Linked DNA regions of Mus musculus: region 1 is linked to region 2. The links are chromatin contacts, called in public Hi-C maps. All regions are on one chromosome and are shown on one strand. The core of a region is the stretch at or near the end of the contact, and the rest is flanking DNA. Distances in the headings are between cores, read along the strand shown.

Region 1 (4,161 bases), core at 713-3,212, 560 kb before region 2:
CTGTAGACCAGGCTGGCCTCGAACTCTAGTGATCCTCCTGCCTCTGCCTCCTGAATGCTAAGATTAAAAGCTTGCACTACCGCTGTCAGCTTTCTTTTTTCTTTTTTTTTCCTGAAGTCCTTTGGAAAATGAATTTCAAACAAAACTCTGAATCTATAAATGAAAAGATGGATACGTTTAGCCACATAAAATTATTTCTATTTCCACAAGAGAAAATGATATAAACAAAGTCAAAAGGCACATACATTACAGACATATCATATGTTATTGACAAAAGGCTGCTATCTCTGTTATTTTAAGAGCTCCTACGTATTGGGGGGGGGGGAATGACAACCTAATTAAAAAGATAGGCAGAGGAGATAGACAAACAGTTCCCAGGAAAGGAAACGTAAATGATTCTTAGTCAGATGAAAACACGGTCAACCTCCCTTGTAGCAGGAGAGAAGAGATTACAGCTCTGAGATACCATTTTCTATCTAACAGATTGACAAAGATCAGAAAGTTTGATAACACGCTGTGTTGGCACGGGTGTGGGAGAGAAGCATTTCCATTCATTGTAAGTGGGAGGGAACACTGGGGCACCCTCCCGGAGGAGAGATTTGGCAATATCTGAGTAAATTAAAAATCTGCATACCCTTTAACCCACAATTTTCATCTCTAGGAATCCACCATGCAAATATCCCCATACATACACAGTTCGCTGTCCTAATGCAGATCATTTGCCACAGTTCTGCTTATGCTAACAGTCTGGAAGCAGCCTGGTTCCTCACCCACAGGGAGCTAGTGAAGGGCGCATATTCAACTGTCTATTCAGTGGAATAATATACACTGGTTTAAAGGAACAGAGGAGTTTTTAATTTCCTATATGGAAAAATCTCTATGGCAAAGCTCAGAGTCGTGCACACTGAACAAAAGCCCTGTGTGAAGGGTGTCTGTGGAAAGATCTTGATAAGGAAACTGATAGGAAAAGCTCTGGGTATCTGCATAGACTATGTGTATAGTAGTCATGGGGGAAGTAGGGGAATATAACTTTAAAAATGCAAAGTGAGTGTACGGGTGTGTGGGGGTGGTGGGGAGATAGGGAAGTTGAGGGGAGGGGGAGGGACAGAGGTGGGGAGGGCTGAGTTGTCTCAGCAGATAAAGGTGCTTGCCATCTTAGCCCCCACCTGATGGGAGGTAGGTACAGACTCTGGAAAGTTGTCCTCTGACCACCATATGCACTCAGATGGGGTCTCTCTCTCTCTCTCTCTCTCTCTCTCTCTCTCTCTCACACACACACACACACACACACACACACACATACACACACACAAATGTAGTTCTAAAAATTAAGAAAAACACAGGGTAAACTGTTTTTCAGCTGAGATGTGTAAGTCTAATTCCAGCTCCCCTGGGTCTTTTGGAGAAATTACTTCAACTTCAACGTCACCATCTGTAAAATGGGAATAATAATATGCCCTTGATTCAAAGATACCTTGGAGAAGGGGTTGGAAAGAGGCAAAAGTTTAAAAACTGGGAACTTTAGGATGGGCATGTTCATGGTCTATAATGACTTTTCTATGATTTTGAAAAGTTTTCTAAACAAAACACGTTTTTTGTTTTCTTTGTGGGTTTCTTTTTTATTGCTGCTCTGGTCTTCACTATCAGATACCAATCTGCTCCCCAACCCCCATGCCCCACTAAGAAGGAGTGCAGAGCAGGTGAGCTGGTGGCTGGCCATCTGGCCGTCTCTCTAGGACATGCTCTTCATTGCGGGCAGGTGAAGAGGTTTTCCTTGCAGGACAGGACAGTGGAATCGCAAGATGAAGGTGGGGTCCCCCAAGTGGGTGTGGGGAAGGGGACCTTGCTCTCCCTCCTGAGTGCTGGTGGCCTGTGTCTGGGCACGCAGGATACCCCTACACTGGCTGAGACCCGATCAGATAGGGCGCCTCCCCCGCGCTGGCAGCCCTGGGAGGCGGCGGGGAGTTTACGTAAGCCGCTTGTTGATGGAAAAACAACGCACTGGCTCGGTGGTAGGCGGTTCCTGGCTTGCTTTGAGGAAGCCCCAGGGGGTACTCAGCAGGCCACAGCACACACACCCCTTCGCCTCTCCGCCCCCCACCCTCCGTCTCTGGGTTCGGCCGGTCGAGGAGTAGGGGCTACATCCAGGCTGCAAGAGCGGCTCTCGGGGTTCATCTAAATCCAGGCCACCCTGCAGGTGTCATCTGATATTTCACCCTGGACCTAGGTGCCCGACCCAGTTATCCTGCTGCAAGCCCAGCCCTGCTTGGGGCAGCGGGGGTGAGAGCTGTGGGAACCCCGAGTGAGCCAAGAGGAAAGTGGGGGGCCGTCATAGTTACACCTGGAGCCTCCTTTCCTGGTTCTAGAAGCCAAGGAGAGCCAGGCCAGGCCCGCAGTTTTGCAGGGGCACTTCTCAGTTCCCTCCTGGCTTTGGCAGAAGGCGTGTGGATGACCAGAGTTCCGGTCCAGCTCAGCTAGCTGCGTAGCCTTGTGGGCTCGGACCCAAAGTTCTTTATCTGGAAAACCAGGTTGATGTTACTTGTACTAAACAAGTTTTCAGAATTACATGAAACATTCTGAGGATTAAAAGAGATGACTACAAAGCCCTTAAATCACACCCAACTGTGTCTAGCACACTAGCACGTGTCACTGTAGATATAGATTGTGTGTGTGTGTAGGGGTGTGTGTCACACCTGCCCCTTCCACTCCAACTCAGACATTTGCTTTTCAGGTGGCTTCTCTCAAATCTCTGCCCTGGCTCGGGTGTCCAGTGTCCTTCATTCACAAGTCTACATTAGTTCCCTCTGCGCCCTATACCTAGAGTACCTAGAAGTGGATGAATTTCCGATACTGTACTCTAGGGGGCACAAGCCAGGAAGGGAGGGAGAGCAACATGTGGGTAATGTTAAATACCCTTCTTAAGGATCTGGACAGAATCAAATAAGTGATTCATGGGGAAACCCTTTCTTGGCTCAGAGAGTTGTACCAACCAGTTAGGAACTGCCCGGTCAATGCTACAAACAGGAACCATTTGAGACCAAACTTTGTATCAGGCTAGAGTCAAGGCTCAGCTTGGGCAGTCCTTTTTAAGAGACTGTTTCAAATAGATCAGTCTGTTACTTCATCATCAAGTGAAGATAACAAGACCTACCATCTAGGTGGCCACAAGGCACCAAGGAGATCCCCAAATAGGAGCTACTGTTAAACTTAATTTCTTTTTTTTTAATTTTAAAGATTTTTAAAATTTGATATATATGGGTGTTTTTGCCCGCTTGTATGTGCACCACATGTGTGCAGTGCCCAGGGGCCCAGGATTAGGCTTTGGATCTTCTGGACCTGGAGTTATAGACGGTTATTCATCTGTGTGTGGGTACTGGGTACTGAACCTTAAACTCTAGAAAAATAATAGCCTGTACTTTTAACTGCTGAACCATCTCTCCAGCCTTTCTACTCCTACCCGCATTTTGAGACAAGGTCTTACTATGTAACCCTGGCTTGGCCTGGAATTCACAATGTAGACCAGGCTGACCTCAGAGTACCACCTGCCTTTGCCTCCTACGTGCTGGGATTAGAGCCATGAGCCACCACACCTGGCTTGACTATTTATATATATATATATATATATATATATATATATATATATATATATATAATAATTTGTTGTTTTAAAGCAGAGGAAACTGAGGCAAAGCAATGTTAAGCAACTTGCCCAAATGTCACAGAGCTGGGAAGCAGGCTGTCCGAGACCCTAATATTGGGTCTCCTAGCCTTCCAGAGCCCGTATACAGCGCCCAACAGGGGCTCAAAGTCAGGCCTCAGCAAACAGTAGCGGTGAACATGCTCCTATTAGTACATTCTGTTGGTATCATCCTGATCTCAATTACTCATCTATCCCTCCTCAGAACAGGACAAGCTGGAGCACTTTGGGTCTGGGTGAGCGCCAGCCAAGAGCTGGCGCCGGAGCCCCAAATTCAGGCAGGAGCTGTGCTTCCTCATCCCACCCATGAAGAGTCATCTGAAGGCTGGTGTGGGCAAGTGAGTCCACTACCCAGACTGGTCCCTTGCTGAGCAGGAATGTCACACACCTCTCTGCAGCCTGGTGATGGACATTCCCTCACCTCCCCAAGAAGAGCAGGGCCAGGAGAGGGAGGCAGGGCAGAC
Region 2 (4,110 bases), core at 805-3,304:
CAGTGGTGGTGCACACCTTTAATCCCAGCACTTGGGAGGCAGAGGCAGGTGGATTTCTGAGTTCGAGGCCAGCCTAGTCTACAGAGTGAGTTCTAGGACAGCCAGGGATACACAGTCTTGAAGGAAAAAAAAAATTCCAAACGTGACAGAAACAGGAGAGGCAGCAGGGTCAGGACAGGGCACCTGGCCAGAGAGACCCATGCACCCTCTTCATCTTTTTCCTTAGAAGTGACATAGAAGCTCTGTGCCCTTCTGTCTTACACACTTCCTGTAAGCCATGAAGAGGACGAAACATGGCAGCTATGCCCATCTGTCTAGGCAACATTCCCAACTACAGAAGGGACACCAGGCAGGCAGCTTGGCCCTCGTCCAGCTAATGACCAAAGGTCATCTTCCACCCACACCTGCTCTCTGGGTGCTGCTCTACCAAGACCCTCAGGCTACAGGGATGCCTGCCACATAGGCCCAGCCTTCTAGGGGTCAGGTGCAGAGACCATACCAAGTGAGGCCAAGTCAGCACTGGTGAGAAAACATGTAATGTAAGCCCATACCTCTGAATCATGTGGGAAATTCTAAGTAAGGCATGTAAGAAGTAAAAGAAACAAATGGGGTTGATTTTAATAACATATTTCACCCAAAGTTCCCAAAGTGTTCCCATCAACATGAAATCAGTATAAAAATTAGTAATGAGATATTTTATATTCTTTCCTAAGTCCCTGAGATCTAGTGAATATTCTACACTTTCAGCACATCTTGGTGCTAAATGTCTACCAGTGTGGCCATTGGCTCCTATGCTGGCCATTGCTGCCATAGTCATTATCAAATGGTGGCATAGCTTTGTGAAATAACTGACAAAATGGATGAAAGCTAATTAGAGGTCCTCAGTCTTGAACTTAGATCTTTTCTGACCCTTGCTCTGCCTGCCTTTTCCTACTTGTATTACATGTTGTCGGGCTGTTGTGAGGACAAAGTCATGAGGAAAGCTAAGAAGTTAGCCTACTGTTGATCCACATCCCGACTGCCAAAGCCAAGCACGTTCTTCAAATTGTTTTTGTTCAGCAGAGCAGGCTCCTCCCTCTCCAAGTCCCATTCAGCCGCCTGTAGGCACAGCAATAGATCCCTCCAAGAAACAAACTGTTTAAAATGGGGGCATGAGGCTAGGGGGCCAGATGATCTCCCATAAGCCAGTCACATGTCAACAGAGGCCCTGTGCACTTACAGTACTGGAGACAGCATCTGACCTGCACTGGGCCTTAAAGATCAAGACCACATTTGCCAGGCCAATCAGAATAGGGAAGTCACTCCTCCTCTAGGGGCAGATAGGAAGTGAGGCATCAGAGCCCAGTACCACTTGAAGGTCTTCCCACATTAAGCATGAATTGAACTTTGGGAAAAATCTATATAGTGCAACTAGCAGAATCTAGGCATGCCATCTAAGATCAGGAACATCCACTGATGGTTTTAAAAGTGGGTGTGGTATGGTGTGGTATGGTGTGGTGTAGTATCATGCTGCAGTTTACAAAGTGTCCCTGACCTGAGAAGAAAATGAAAGATCAGAGCAAGAGAGCTTGCTGAGGAGACAGTTGTGATGATCCAGGCCATAGAGAGGCCAGGACTAGAAAGTTAACAGAGGGAGGGCAGGACAGTGCGGGGAGGAACAGCAGGTACCCCACGGACTCCAGGCTCTAGTGTGGATACCTCAAGGCTTTTTCCCAGGCCATGTGTAGAGGTGCATAGGGCCATCTCATTGTGAACTGATGTTTTAAGTTTCCACTTTAATGCAGCAACAAAGACTTCATCCCACTCGGCCGCCGCCTCCCAAGATCCAGCGCTCAAGGCCCGTGAGTAGCCGGTGGTGTGTTCTCCCTATCTAACACTGCCTGTTCCCACTCCCCTGGCCTCACTAAACCTCGAGAGTGTGGACTCTCCTGCCTGGCACAAGGAAACTGGGAAATGGGGTTTTCAGCTTCCCCCGCTCCGTGGCATGAGCTGGAACTTGCATATTCTGGGCTTCTCTCTCCTTTTCCTGAATCAGCTCAGTGACTTGCAGGCTGTAGCTGTGGGTAGCCAGGCTGCTGTGTGCAGCTTCGCATCATTTAAGCAAATCTCCCAGGGAGAGCTGTATTTCTAGCCACTGAGCTTTAATGGCTCACTGCAAATGCCTTTTCCTCACAGAGGAAGCCGCAGTCTGACAGCAGGGGTCTTATTCCCCCTAGGTCTTGGTTAGAAAATATCTTTTACTGTATCTTCCCAAGAGTAGAAAACATAGTGCCCTGTTAAATGGATACAGGTACTGTCCCCCTGCTAAGCTTTACGAGGAGAGATGCCTACCCACAAAAAGTACTAAGGAAGGCTAGGAAAACAACAAAGTACAGTACCAACCAGCCAACACATATGAACAGAGTAGGACATGGAGAAAAGCCCATGTGTTTTAAAGAGAAATGCCTTGGCTGGAGGTATGGCCCAGTGATAGAATGCTTGCCTAACATGAACAGGGTCCTTGGTTTGACTTCTGGCATCAGTGCTGAGCATCTGTGAGCTTCTTTCCCCATGTACACAGACCTTGTCCATAGTATATATAACTTTATCAGAGTGAGAAACCTACTAGGTTGTTTCAATGGTGCTACTTCCAAAGGGAAGGATTACAAATCTACTGTCTGAAGCAGCCGGGGTCAGCTATAGTCAGAAACCTCAAAAAGTAGTTCGGAGGCCCTTCCCAGTACATCTCTCCAGAACCATCTTATGAAGGCACAAAGATCATGCTGTGCTAGGATAAGCCTAAGCCAGATGTCTGTTTGAATCTGGTGTTATCTACCCAGCATCCATGGGTAGCTACTGTCTGGGTAAATGTCAGATGTCCTGTGCTTCTGTTTCTTCCTCTTCCCCCACTGAGTGCAGAAGTTAAAATTTTGGGTTAGGAAAGGGGGATTTAAATAGCTCCATCTGTAAGCTGGGAATCTACCATCCAACCATATGAAGTGGTAGAGCCATTCAGTGCCCCTATGAAAATGGAATCAACACAAACTCCAGGAGACATAGCTGCCAACGGGTTGGAATTTTCTACTCCCTGACAGCAGAAGGAAGGAACAAGCAGCAAAAAGACACACTTGGGGGACAGGAAAGACTTCTGGGTCAAACCTCATATAATATAGCAAATGTTTCAGAACAAACCTTAGCAGTGTGGATTGGGGCTTCATCATAACTGGACTTGAATGCTAAGGGTGTATGACATTGGGGCAAGGACTGAAGCTGTCTAACCCACCTTCCTCTTTTTTATACCAGGCCCTCATTCACAGTGGCCTTCTATAAAGGTAAACATGGATGATATTTGGAAGGCATTCTCTCTAACAGGTTTTCCAACTCACCACTTCCAAATAATGGCCTAGTTTATCAAAAGCCATTGTTTGCCTAGGATTTTTATAGGCACTGAACTTTTTGGGGGACCTCAATCTACCTGGGCCTCACAGTAGTGCTATGTACTAAGTATTGTGGTCACCTATTTCAGAAAAGATGTTTGGTAGCTTAACCCTTACCAAGGATCACCAAACTGTAGAAATGTAAGTTCCTTCTGGTGTCCCCAGTTCCCTAAGTCTCTGTCTTTATGGAAATGAGGTGGCCTTAGCACACAGGACTGGGACAGAGACTGGGCTCTGGCCAGATGGACTTGCAGTGAGGTCTCTGGGCAGCATTCTGTCATGGCAGGGATAAGAGTTGGAAAGTATAAGCACCCTTGAATGTACCCAGGACTGGGCTAGGTACTCCATATCTCATCTATTCTTGTTCCAGCCCACTGAAGGCAGATGTCATTTCCCTTGGTCTTCATAACCAAGACTACAGAGATAGTAAGAGACCAGCTGGCCTTTGAGACCAGACCTACCTCTCAAGTTCTCAACAGATGGCTTTTGGCAGCCATAGGTAGTTGGTAGGGAGCTCCAGGCAGTCTTAGAGGCCTGGGCTCTAGGACAGCCAGGGGTTCAATGTGATTCAAGGCATGGTAGCTCAAGTACTAGAGACAGCTCTTGTGTACTGTAGTCTCATTATTGTGGGAATTGGGTAAACTGTAGGGTGCCCAAGCACCTGAGAACTTGAGGAAGCAATGTTGTCCCAAAA

What was found. A called contact is a pair of places that touch in the nucleus more often than the background predicts.
Region 1: a Hi-C map of cerebral cortex shows a contact between it and region 2, with 4 times the contacts expected there. The contact joins two enhancer-like sites. A contact is called at or near these places in 8 of 39 promoter capture datasets (the HPC-7 cell line, cranial neural crest, frontonasal cranial neural crest and 4 more), 7 of 15 datasets of contacts at CTCF or cohesin (the G1E-ER4 cell line, the NIH/3T3 cell line, embryonic stem cells and 3 more), 198 of 484 Hi-C or Micro-C datasets (the 63-12 cell line, the AML12 cell line, B cells and 107 more), 25 of 115 datasets of contacts at active chromatin or transcription factors (Th17 cells, astrocytes, cardiomyocytes and 16 more) and 2 of 9 other capture datasets (embryonic stem cells and embryonic tail).

The regions. Positions count from the first base shown.
Region 1 is chr2:38,377,227-38,381,387 of GRCm38.p6, reverse strand. No RefSeq gene overlaps it. Among named protein-coding and RNA genes, the nearest start is that of Gm13584, 10 kb to the right of the region's middle. Within about 2 kb of position 1,962, at least 39 of the 459 cell types and tissues checked have an H3K27ac peak or open chromatin away from gene starts, as enhancers often do. A contact at or near this core is called in cerebral cortex, where this site is marked.
Region 2 is chr2:37,820,280-37,824,389 of GRCm38.p6, reverse strand. All of the region lies in intron 19 of Dennd1a (DENN/MADD domain containing 1A), which reads left to right. Among named protein-coding and RNA genes, the nearest start is that of Crb2, 46 kb to the right of the region's middle. Within about 2 kb of position 2,054, at least 3 of the 459 cell types and tissues checked have an H3K27ac peak or open chromatin away from gene starts, as enhancers often do. A contact at or near this core is called in cerebral cortex, where this site is marked.